Linked DNA regions of Mus musculus: region 1 is linked to region 2. Evidence: chromatin contacts called from public Hi-C data. All regions are on one chromosome and are shown on one strand. Each heading gives the region's core, a stretch centred on a gene start, on an enhancer-like site or on the middle of the called end of the contact. The rest is flanking DNA. Distances are from core to core; before and after follow the strand shown.

Region 1 (6,256 bases), core at 1,777-4,276, 45 kb before region 2:
CTTAACCAGTGAACCATCTCTCTAGCCTCAAAACCCACCATTCTAATATGATAAAACCCAAGGATATACTAACTTTATACTTACATGTTAAGGAATGACTGTAGGAAAATATTAAAAGCTTATTTTCAATAACTAAACACTCTTTCTCTAGTAGCAGGAAAATATGCAGTAAAGACATTAGAATTTTTACCACAGTTCAAATCTGAGTGGAATGCTTGAGGAAGCACTCACTGGGACGGCGTGTATGGTGTCGTGCACAGTGCAGTGTGCGTGTGTGCACAGAGCTGAGGCTGCAGCAGCGTCAGATGATGTATCATGAGCAGATATTGCCAGAAACTTTGGATTCACTCTGTATTTCCTTTTGAGTTAATTTTTGGTTTTACAAACTCAGAAACCTTTCATTTGTTGTCAGAGCCCTCCACATTCAGTTATGCAATGATTATACAGGGACTTGCAGTTTAAGAAACTATTGGCTACACTAGTCCTGAGAGTTCTTTAATTTTAAATTAAAAATCCAAATTTCTCAGCACTATCTGATTCTGGAATACATTCGAGAGGAAACTCCAGCTTTACCGTTTACTCAGGCTTTACTATCTGTGTTCGGTTGTCTGTTTCTTGTAGGGACTTTTCTTCCTGACAGCCAACAATGAACACCCAGAGAGAGGTTCATTACTGTGAGCGCTTATGCAGCGCCCCCAAATGGCCAGATCTTCTCATTACACATCTAAACACATGGTCATGGGCAACATCACCAGAACAGGATGGAGCCTAGGATTGCAAACAGGTAATTAAGTCACATACCCTTTGCTGAATTTTTTGAACGGTGGCCTTATGACACTACGGCTTTTCACGACACAGTGACGTCCAACTCTTACATTTGCCAGGTCTCCTCGGATGATACAGTCATTCATTATAATGGTCTATAAAGCAAAACACGTGTAAAAAATACCAGTTAAGTCCATGTCCCTGAATTCTGTTTTAAAGTACTTAAGATACTGCCTCTTCATGAGTTTTGTGTCTAGTAGTCCTAGGCACAATACAGCACAGAGAACAATCTGCCACTGCATTCTGTTCAGACATAAAAGATTTCTGGCCCTTCCCTCCACCACCACCATGTTCTTACTCATAATATTTAATGCAATGTAAATCCTATTTAAATAAAATACTGAAGAAAATGACAGAAGTGTTCACGTTCTGTTTAGAAGAAATTCCTCCCCTCTCTTCTCCCTCTGTCTAGCTGCCCTGTGTCTCCTGTGCTCTCTCCTGTTATATTTCACGTGTTACTGCCCTCCCCACCCTCTTCCTTAAAGCTTCTTTATTCCCCATCTAATGGGCCGCTCTCTAATTTTTTTGGCTTCTCCTCCCTGATCGTCTTTGTGCATTCAATAAATCTAATTTGGAGAAAAAAATGAAAACAAAGAAAGAGGGGTTAGAGAGATGGCTCAGCGGTTAAGAGCACTGGCTGCTCTTTCAGAGGTCTGAGTTCAATTCCCAGCAACCACATGGTGGCTCAAAACCATCTGTAATGGGATCTAATGCCCTCTTCTGGTGTGTCTGAAGACAGTGACAATGTGTTCATATATACATAAAATAAATAAATGTTTAAAAAAACAAAAACAAAGAGAGAGAACTGGAAATGACAAATTGGAGACAGCACTATCCCATATACCCTGCTGATACAGTGACTAGCTGAAGGCATAAGGGTAACCTCCTGAAGCTGCCTGTGCCCTTTACCTTGCCATTGAGGACGATGTTCTGGCTTCCACACAAAACAGACTGGCGACTAACTTTGTTCCCAGATGCCTAAAAGCAAACAGAAATCTGGAGTGAAAAAACAGAGGATTTCTGGACTACAGTTTCCATCATGAAAGCTCACATTGAGGAGAAAATTACTTCAAATGAAGGGCAGTCTAAAAATGAATGAGGCCTGAATGTATACTGCACCCCTACTGTCCCAGCTCTGGGTGGGGTGACTGTGAATTTGGGGTTAGACTAAACTATGAAGTGAGACTCCATCACCAAACAAACAAACAAAAACAAACTGGAGAAGGAATGCACTGGGGGGGGGGGGGGAAGGCTGTGGGCACGGCTCCGTGATAAGAGCACTCAGGAACTGAATCCAATCTATCAAAAGAGCAAGGGTAGATCAGGAACTGAGAGCTCAAGAAATGAATTCAGGATCGGTATCTAATGAGCGGTCTAATGACTGATGTGCATTCAGACCCCACTTCCATATTACGGTTTCATAGCCTTCAGTGAGGAAAATTACTTTTCCATGATCACAGACACACAGAAAAAATAATGATAGTAACCCTAACGGGGGCAGTTTACATATGTTGTATTATGAGTTGACGAATAGAAACAATAACGTCTTAGCACGTAAGCAGACTGTGAAATATTATTTTTAAAAAGGGCCCGGAGTCTGAAAATGTAATTTATATACAGAATGAATAGGCTGTACTGTGTATTCCTCTGGAAGACATTATTTAACAGGAAACTCAGGCGTGTGTATATGCACACACATAGATATATATGCATAGAAACTCTCCCACATCCACACTTTCCTCCCCCGCTACACAGCACACCCACACACACGAGATGAAGGAGAAGAGAGCCTAATGCATGCATGCACCGACTAAATAACAATCAGATGAAACACGAAGCATCTCTAAGTCATCCAAGGAAGGGACTGAGGGAACGGGAACCAGTGCAGCCGGGACGGGAGGGGCGACCGTCCAGTCCTCGAGGGTCCCGTGACTGCCAGCGGCGGCAGGGTCGCCACACGCGCACCGTCTCGATGTACTCCGACTTGTTGTACAGCAGTTCGCCCAACTCCATGGCTTCCCCCTCTCTGAACCTCAGGATCCTGTCAGTAGCTCAGGCAGACGGTGATTCCAGCTACTTCCGGTTGATCGGCCACTTCCGCTATCCCCGCCCTGGACTCTCATTCGACTCTCCTCTAGTCAAGCCTGCTCGATCGCTCGGCAGTCTCCAGCTGCGCGTGCGCAGAGCGAACAGAGGTTTTAATTGGCCAGAGCGGCTAGCGCGCGGAACCTGTGTGGCTCGGCAGGAACATAGTGGGGGTGAACTAGGTCCCCGTTCTTCCCAGGGGTTCCTCTTGGCCCTAGGAAGCCCTGGCTGGGTCCCCGTGACCACAGGCCCGAGGCTGGAGACGGCTGCTCCTTGCGTTCGGCTTCCAACCCGATGGAAGAGCTTTCCGGGAAGCCCCTCAGCTATGCGGAGAAGGAAAAGGTGCCCGGGTTGCGGGAAGGGTGACCCAGGGCTTTAGGCTGGGTTTTCAAACCTAGTTCCTGTATCCGAGGCAGTGTCCTCCTACCTACAGCCTCCACGAGAAGTCACTGAGACGAGCGCGCTGCTCGGGTGGCGAAGCTTAAAATGCAGACGAGCCAAACCCATCTTCTAGTGGCACTGCATAAATATTAGGTGTAAAACTACATATAGGTAAACCTAGAGGCCCTCTTCTCTCCCACTCCACTCCGGCCCCGTCACATAAATCTTTCACGTCACGTCAACAGCCTTATATATATACATTTTCGTGTTTGTCTGTTAGGGCTTGACCTCCAAAATAGGTTTACATTGGAGAAGGGGATGGTTATAACGTGTACTCTGGTTGGTTCTGCAGCTGGTGTTCTCCATGTTTAAGACCCACGTTGGAACAAGATGAGGGGAAGAAAATAATATAAATATTACATATAATGAACAGGTGTTGTGTGTGTGCATACAAATTTAGTGTAGTAGTTAGAAGGAGCTCTCATTTCTTTCAGGCTCAGAATATTATTCTCCTGCAAGACTTAAATATTACTTCCATGTTCTTGTGCTTTCTGTGCAAAATTAGAATTCACATTAATTTGTCTTCCTATCCTGTCTTACCTTCTAAGGGTGGTAAAGATCATTTACAAATAAACAAGATAACTCCTACTTACTGATAAGATTGAGGACAAGATAACAGGTTAAGATCAGAATTACTCATGTTGTGGTGGCCCATGACCATAATTTGGTTGCTACTTAATAACTGCAGTTTGCTGCTATTATGAATCAAAATATATATGATATGAAACCTCTGTGTGTGTGGGGGGGGTGTTAAATGGAGCAGTTATAAATGGCAGCATCCTGGAGGAACTGCTTATTCTCTGTTCAGTTTGCATATCTCAAAGGAGGATGATTATATAATAGAATCTATTTGTTAGGGTTATTGTGAGTGCTAATTGAGTCATTGGACATTAAAGTCACAAAATTCCCTAGGACTAACTGAAGCACATTATGAAAGTATCTGCCATTTTTATTATTATGTGTCTGAGAATGGATGGGGACTAAAGTGACTTTAGCACAGAAGTGCTGGAGTCCCACAAAAGTGCTGGGGAATGAGGTGGGGAAAGTGCTTAAGAAAAGTTTAAGTTGTTAGTAACTTTTTTTCTTAATTTTTAATGACCAAAACAAAAACATACCTAAAAGTGAAGCCTCTGGAAAACCCACTTGCACTTCCCTGTCTTGTATCACTCCTCACACTTGACATTGGCTTCCTGCCTGGCCTTGTGTTTCAAAGCTGGGTCTCTGAATGCATCCTTGTTGACAACAGTTTTGCCCAAGGGGATATCCAGACTCCCTTGTGGGCATGAGGTGGTTATAGTTATAAACTTTCACAGAGGACTTTATCTTGGATTGCTTGGCAATTTTCTTCTAGCCTGTGGCAGCTGTCTCTTTTGGGGGATAGCAGTCAATTCTAGCCACTAGGGCATGGCTGTAAGGGCGGTCTGAGGTGCCATCATCAATCAGTGTTCTTCATGATACGGTTTTGCATCCAGAGTATTGTCCAGCTAGGACTAGCACCACTTTCCTGGGTTTCATGAACTTGCCCATTTCAACAGCAGTCAGCCTGCACCCAGCAGAAAAGAAGGACCTTTTAGTAACTTTCATTGTAGCTTTTTTGATGCTTTTGGTTTGTGGAGTTGTTCTTAAGAAAGGATCTCTTAGCCAGGCATGGTGGCACGCGCCTTTAATCCCAGAACTCGGGAGGCAGAGGCAGGCGGATTTCTGAGTTCGGGGCCAGCCTGGTCTACAAAGTGAGTTCCAGAACAGCCAGGGCTACAGAGAAACCTTGTCTCAAAAAACCAAAAAAAAAAAAAAGAAAAGAAAAAAAGGATCTCGTATCGCAAGCTAGTCTTGGACTTACTATGTCTAAAGGATGAATATAGGGGTCCTAAATGGTGGAAAGACAAGGGGGGCACTTCTGCTAAGGGAACATTTCAACCACAGATGCTAAGGAGACAAAGAGAATCTAAACTTTCAGGAACTAGTAATTTGGCATAGCCTAAATTAACTTATTTGCAAAAGCTTTGTAGAAAGGCCTGCTGTGTGGCTGGACAGGAACTCAGCAGCAACAACCCCTACCTCTCACTGGCTTTCTTCTGTGTATTCTTTAGATGTATGCACCGGTCCACCATGGAGCTTTCCTACTGTGGTGCCTAGAATAATTACACATACGCTATTTCCACAAGACTAGTTCCTTCCTTTAGATCTAGGTGCAAGTGGTAGCCCTCAGAAATGCCTCCGTGACTACACTCCCTACAGGAAGCTAATTACTTATATCACTTAGATTAGTCTAGGTACTGATTACTATGTCAAATCTTATCTGTGCTCTTGATGTTATCTACATTCCTCACTCCAAGTAAATTGCCTTAACCACCTTGTCCCTCAAGCATCAGGGATAACTGACACTGTGTGTGTTACTGGGAGGTGTTGGTTACGACTGCAACTTCCTGGGCCAGTATTAGATAAAGAGCATTTATTGGTTGATTGACTATGGTAATAGCCCCCTCCCTGCTTCTCAAAGTGATGGGAAGATACAGGAGAAAATGGACAGCATAGTGTGTGGTGCAGTAAACTTTGAGAATAGCACTGAGGAACGGAAGAGTACCTAAACTGGGTTTGAGCAAGAACCTAGAAGTCCATCCTAGGGAAGTAATCCTGCAAACTGAGGCTTGAGGAATCCACAGGAGCTGCTCCAAGTGACAGGAACCCATCGTGGAAAGGTCCTGAGAGGCTGATGCTTTGTAGGAACCGAGGAAAGGTTTGAGTGGGAAAACTGGCCTTCCCGGCACTGATCCTGCTGAGGGATGCTACAGAGCACCATATGCACTCTCGGGCCTGCTGGGCACTGTATCCATTCTCTCTGTTCTCACCTTTCCACTGCTCAGAATTGTTCTTGTTTTTCTTCCAGTTGAAGGAAAAGCTAGCA
Region 2 (6,347 bases), core at 2,716-5,215:
AACTTTTTGTTTTAGGGTTTGAAATTCCTGATATAGATGCAGAGAAGTTAATGTGTCCACAAGAAATTGTAGATTACATTGCAGATAAGAAGGATGTGTATGAATAAAGTATCAGGTAAGTAATCAGACATAAAACTATCTTCTCTATAGGATCAGTCTGTCTGTAGTTTTTCAGTAAAGCAAGATGCATAAAACACAAGTTGGCAGCGCTTGACTCTCACTGTTAGTTTCTGGTTACCTGCTCTCCAGAGCCCTAAGCCTTGCAGTGGTCTTTATTTTCGAGAGAGGCTGGAAAGTATCATTCCTAAACAGGACTCAGCCCTCTTCTTAAAAGTAGTCTTATACAAATATTGCATGTCATGGCCTGGAAAGGCACCTCAGTACCTCAGGCACCCACCAGCCTAAGCCTCCCCTGCTCAGGTGGCCCAGGATTGCTAACTTAGGATGGGCTTTAGATTTAGAGGCAAGCCCAAGCTGGCTGTATTGTTAGGCATGCTGTGGGCCTGGGCATCTTGGATCAGCTGCTGAGCTTTGAGCCCGTATAAAGTCGGAATGATGTCACGACTTTGTAAAGGTCAAATTAGGTACTGCTGGCTGTTAAACCTTAGCTAACAACAGTCTTTGTTGGTTCAGCTTTGGTGTTTTACTGCTTGGGATACTTAGTTTCAATGCACTGGGCTAGACTAGAATCAGTGGCTGCACACCAAGAAGAAATCCACTTCTCTTGTCATTGCCAGAGCCTTCTTCCTCACTGTGAGGACTCCAGAGGACACACGATGGCATCGTGGCCGACTGACAGCGGCTCTGTTCAACTTGTATTTAAATTGTCTGAGTGTTTTACCCGTTAAAAATAAATCTATTACAAAACTAGTATTTTTCTCAATTAGTTTTTCTTTTTCTGTGATAGTCTTTTTTTTTTTTTTTTGATTATCCAGTTTTATTATGTATTGTATTTAAGGAAGAAAGATTGGAACACGTGACAGGGACATGCCATGTATTTGTCTCCTTGTGAAGTCTTAATGTTCGGAACGCGGCTCTCTCTTTTTTTTCTTTTTTAGTATGTCTTTTTTGTATTGCTTATTTTTTTTAATTAGATATTTCTTCATTTACATTTCAAATGCTATCCCAAAAGTCCCCCATACCTCCCCCCACTACTCCCCTACCCACCCACTCCCACTTCTTGGCCCTGGCATTCCCCTGTACTGCGGCATATAAAGTTTGCAAGACAAAGGGGCCTCTCTTCCCAATGATGGCCGACAAGGCCATCTTCTGCTACATATGCAGCTAGAGACAGGAGCTCTGGGGGTACTAGTTAGTTCATATTGTTGTTCCACTTCTAGGGTTGCAGACCCCTTCAGCTCCTTGGGTACTTTCTCTAGCACCTCCATTGGGGTCCCTGTTCTGAGATAGTCTTATTCTGGCCCAAACTCATTTAACTCGAGCCTCAGATTCACAGTGATCGTCCTGCCTCAGCCTCCCAAGATTCAGATTATAGGTTTCAACTAACCTGCTTGACTTAACATTTTTAATTTTTATTGATGTTGCTTATAATTTTAAAGATCTGTTATTGATAACCATGTATATCAGAAATACCTCCCAGGGCATGTGATGGGCAGCTGGGGAGAACAATAAAAGGCAATGACAGATTTTGTTTGAGAGCATCTTAGTGAAACCTACTATGTAAGAGTTAAAGCCATTCTGGGTGACAACAGGACCCTGTTTCAAAATTTTTTTCCATCAGTGTACCTGAAGTAGGCTTCCCCCTGCCACCCACCTCAATCCTTGGTTTCATGCTGAAAAACATCTGCTTCACTTGTTTCTCCCTCCCTGCCTGATGAGTCAGAGGCTGCTGGACTAGTTCCTCCCTTTTCAAGACCTCTTTGCAGAAAACCAGGACTGAACTTTGGGGGGAGGGCAGCTCTCCTGAGGGTCAGCTTGGCTTTAAGCACTGCTTCTTAGACATATACCCCGCGTCAGTTCTGGTTCATCTCCTATTTGAGATCTGCTGTGTAGCCAAGACAAAGCCTCGAGCCATAATCCCACCTCAGTCCTCTGAGTGCTGGGACAGTGGGTAGATGCCTCCACGTTGCTACCCTTGTATTCTCAGCAGTTTGCCTCTTGATGTAGGTAACATACACATAGCTCACACCTTGAGATTCAATTTGAGAGTCATGCCATAATTGCTCTTTCCTGTAGTTTGGAGAAGGGAAAGGAAGCAAAAGCTTTCAGAAGGTGGTATCATCAGGTGAGGGACTGAGGCGAGTGGTCCTCCCCCAGCAGGGAAGCTTCAGAGGGATGCAGTAGGACAAAGGCAGGAACCAACTCTGCATTGGGGCCTACTCTCAATGCCCATTTCTTTCTCAAGTGCCCAGTCTCTGACTCCCAGGAGTTATTTTAGATATGTTAGCCATACATAGTCCTTTCATTTATTGTTAGTTTTGGGGGTTCTCCCCTATAGTGTTAGGGTTGGGTTCCAGGGTTTTGTACATGTTAGACAAGTACTGTACTACTGTGCTACACCCTCAGCTACCATCCTCCCCTTTTTTTATATTTATTATTATAAATAAGTACAATGTAGCTGTCTTCAGACGCACCAGAAGAGGGTGTCTGATCTCATTATGGGTGGTTGTGAGCCACCATGTGGTTGCTGGGATTTGAACTCAGGACCTTTGGAAGAGCAGTCAGTGCTCTTACACACTGAACCATCTTACCAGCCCGAAGAAAGACACATTTCTTTTTGTTTGTTTTGCTTTGTTTTTCAAGACAGGGTTTCTTTCTCTGTGTAGCCCTGGCTGTCCTCGAACTCTGTGTAGACCAGGCTGGCCTGGAACTCAGAAATCTGCCTGCCTCTGCCTCCCAAGTGCTGGGATTAAAGGCATGCGCCACCACTGCCCAGCTACCACCCTCCTTTTAAATTAGTTTGAGATTACAATATACTCCTTTTCCCTTCCTTCAAACCTTCCCATATACCTCTCCCCACTCCTTCAAAATCATGGCCACTTCTTGGTTGTTATATGTGTATCTCTATATACACATACATTCCTAAGTATAACTTGTTCAGTCCATACAGTATGACTTGTATGTACTCTTTTAGGGCTGGCAGTCTGGCACTGAACAGTCAGTCACTTGGAATGCTCTTTTCTGGAGAAGACACCTGCTGCTCCCAGCTTTCCTCAAGTGCCTACAGTTCTGCATGTAGGGTTAAGGCCTCAGGAGTTTTTTCTCTTCACTTTGCCCTGTCCTTTGGTGTCATCTTTGTTCAGCTCATATTTGGGCTGCCATCTTAGTGAGACTGGGTAAACATTTAGGAAAAGATCATGTAAAGCAGCCATCACAGAGCACTAAGGAGTCTGTCTTTACAGATGTCTTTATTCCATGAAGAGCTGGAGTATTTACTACACACTGACAACCAAGAGTGAAAAACACAGGATGGATGTGGCTGCTGACTGGAACTTACTCCAGGTTATTTTGGGAATATTCCCCAAAGTTGTAAATGGCTACTTTAAATCCCAGGGTAGCTGAAGAATTGGCGCAAAAATGCATGTGGATCGTTTCTGCTGAAGATCACTAAGTAGTGCCTGCCATCAGGCCTTGACCTTGTCTCTCCTCTCCCACACATCTGGCCTAGTCACATCACTCTGGATGCGTCTCCAGCTCACTGGCTTACACATTTAGGGTCTTTTTTGCTGAAATGCTAAACACCTCTCTGCTCTAAGAATTCACAGGGATGGTTTCAATAAGGATTTTGAGCTCTGATAGGCAGCAAACTGACCACATAGAGCAGTCCACACTACAAATCAGAGAACAGAATACATAGAGTTGATGTGTAAGTTCTGTGTGCATGTTCACGTGTCAAAGACAGGGGTTGATGCTAAGTGCCTGCTTGCATTGTTCTCCACTTTACATACTGAGGCAGAGTTCACTGCTTGCTGTTTCAGCTAATCTAGCTGGCAAGCTTGTTTGGGTAATTTCCTCTTTTTTTGTGCCCTGGGTGACTCTCATGAGCCCTTGTGGCTGGAGATAGAGCTCTGTGATTGAACATTTGCTCAGAATGCATGAGGCCCTAGGTTCTATGCCCAGCACTGAAAAGACCTGGAAATAGCTCTGTCTCCAGCCCTTGTCTCCCAGTCCCTCTAACTCAGCTTCTTCATAGTCTCCTCACTATATATATATCCTTCACACAGTCCTAACCGCGCCCCGCAGGAGGGCCAGGGGAACCTTTCGAGTTTCTGTGACAGTACCTACAGTAATGCGAGCTAAAGCTGTTCTGAACGTCACCCACCAGGTGTTCTTGCTACAGTCCTGTAAGCAAGATGACAGTGAGAGAGTACAGAAGTGAAACCCACACTGCTGTTCCGGGAAAGGCAGCATGACTGTTGGAAATCAAAGACCAGAGAGACGGTACCTCGTAACCATGGAGCTGGAAAGCTCTAGGAAGTAGACATTTGGGGTGACTAAGCTGCCCGTATGTGAAAGACAAAGTGAAATTTCTTAGGTACAGCAGTTAGAATAACTAAGCTGCCTAGATATAGTTAGGAGTGAAGTACGTCAACAGTTGACTTTGAAATCACCCTGGGGGAAAAAAACCAAACCAAAACCACTAACTGATGACTAGTTAGGGTGAGTCTCTGAATTCACAGTACCATTCTTTCAACTGTCAAATCTGTCAAAAGGTGAGAGGAAGCTTCAATACACATTTGAAAAGGACGATACTAAGGACTTGTAATTGGATGTCTGCCAGAGCGCCAAAGTGTGCATCACTATATATAATCTCAAGCACCTTGAGTCCCAAGATCATCAAACTCTGAGTGGGGTTGGTTGAACAGAAACAAATATGCAGAATAAGAAAAGCTGCTATTTTAAGCAAAAATAAAATGCATGCCTATAACCCCAGTGTTAGGAGATTGAGGTGAAAGGATTGGAAGTTCAAGATTACCCTTGGCTACGCATTTAGTTCAAGGCTAGCCTGGAGGCTACAGTGCAGCTTGTCTCAAAACAATGAAGTAGAAATAAGTAGCATGCTCCTACTTTTATAAAACATGCCAAAATGAGGAAGGAAAAAAAAGAAAGGTACCAAAGTGTGAATTAGTAATGGTCACTACCAAGACACATCAGAGATAGATGGTTAACATGTACGTTTTAAAATATGTTGTTAGTAATTCAGGAATGGAAGTATTGTAAAGGATATGAAAACTGACATACTCCAGCCAAGGCTGGGGAACAGGTGCCTGGAAGGCTTTTGTAAACTCTATAGAAGCCACATAGGAAAGGCAGGACACAGTTGGAGCAGGAGTGACTGCAAATGCAAGTGGCTGTCCTATGTGGCACACACCTCAACTACCTGACAAGTTCAAAGTGAACTAGGGCCATGAGACCCTGTCTCAGAAATAAAATATAGAATAAAAACAAGTGGGAGATCAGCCTCTGGTTTCAGGAGTGCACAGCCTAGAAGGTCACCTGCAGTTGAAGAGGTGGTTATGGTTCAGTGGACCAAAGGACCTTACAGTCTAAAAAGCTTGTTGGCGGTGTGAGATTTTCTAGAGGACAGAGCCATGTAGACACCAGGGTGGGCTAAAGAGGATGAACCTGGTTGATGGTTACAAAAGAAAGGAAAAAAAGGTTTGGCGATTAGGATAAAGTAATGGATGGAGCTGGGCAGTGGTGGGGCATCCCTTTAATCCTAGCACTCGGGGGACTGAGGCAGGCAGATTTCTGAATTCAAGGCCAGCCTGGTCTACACAGTGAGCTCCAGGGCTACACGGAGAAACCCTGTCTCAAAAAACCAAAAAACAAACAAACACCAGTAGTGGATAGAGGCTTCTCTGAGTAACTAACTTGATCTCAGCTATTCACAGAGCTGTGCTGCATCTGAAACCAGGAATAAAAAGGTCAGATTTTAAGGGGTGTCATAATTTCCATTTGAGACATCATGATTTGAGGGATTTGTGAGATACCCAAGGAGGCAACACAAAGAAAATGAGCAAAGGCATAACAATGCCACACTGGAGCCAGGGCTCAATCAAGGCTGTGTGGTGCCTCCTCACTTTACCAAGTGAGTAAGGCTGACCCTGTGTTCCTGGGATGGCGCCTTACATGCTGAAAACTAACATGACTTCTGTTCCTTCAGAATGGGGATGAGTAGACTAGAGACACTCAGCTATCACTTGAGATTTCTTTATCAGGTATAGTACATATGACTTTCGAGTTTTAAAATGATTATAAAGCCAAATGAGTAAATTTCAGACTTTTTATTAACAATAAATTCAATGAATAAATGCCAAGGTCAAAGTTTATATAAGCAATTCCTAACATGCATCAATGAAATCAGGAAGAGGACAATCAAGCAA

The links. Hi-C and Micro-C count contacts between places; a contact is called where the count stands out from the background.
Region 1: a contact with region 2 is called in a Hi-C map of Th1 cells, with 1.9 times the contacts expected there. The contact joins the promoter of Palb2 here to the enhancer-like site in region 2. A contact is called at or near these places in 1 of 39 promoter capture datasets (macrophages), 24 of 484 Hi-C or Micro-C datasets (CD4 T cells, CD8 T cells, CD8 central memory T cells and 12 more), 8 of 115 datasets of contacts at active chromatin or transcription factors (the 230-238 cell line, the SCID.adh cell line, effector CD8 T cells and 2 more) and 4 of 9 other capture datasets (adipose tissue, embryonic stem cells, liver and 1 more).

Annotation. Positions count from the first base shown.
Region 1 is chr7:122,129,716-122,135,971 of GRCm38.p6, reverse strand. Palb2 (partner and localizer of BRCA2) reads left to right here and starts at 3,026. Exons shown (of 13, transcript NM_001081238.2): 1 at 3,026-3,252; 2 at 6,239-6,256. The coding sequence starts at 3,205. It overlaps Dctn5 (dynactin 5), which reads right to left and starts at 2,931. Exons shown (of 6, transcript NM_021608.3): 1 at 2,791-2,931; 2 at 1,735-1,803; 3 at 802-920. The coding sequence starts at 2,838.
Region 2 is chr7:122,085,354-122,091,700 of GRCm38.p6, reverse strand. It overlaps Ndufab1 (NADH:ubiquinone oxidoreductase subunit AB1), which reads left to right. Exons shown (of 5, transcript NM_001360744.1): 4 at 16-115; 5 at 738-871. The coding sequence ends at 107. Among named protein-coding and RNA genes, the nearest start is that of Ndufab1, 13 kb to the left of the region's middle. Within about 2 kb of position 3,965, at least 41 of the 459 cell types and tissues checked have an H3K27ac peak or open chromatin away from gene starts, as enhancers often do. A contact at or near this core is called in the 230-238 cell line, CD8 T cells, Th1 cells and 3 more, where this site is marked.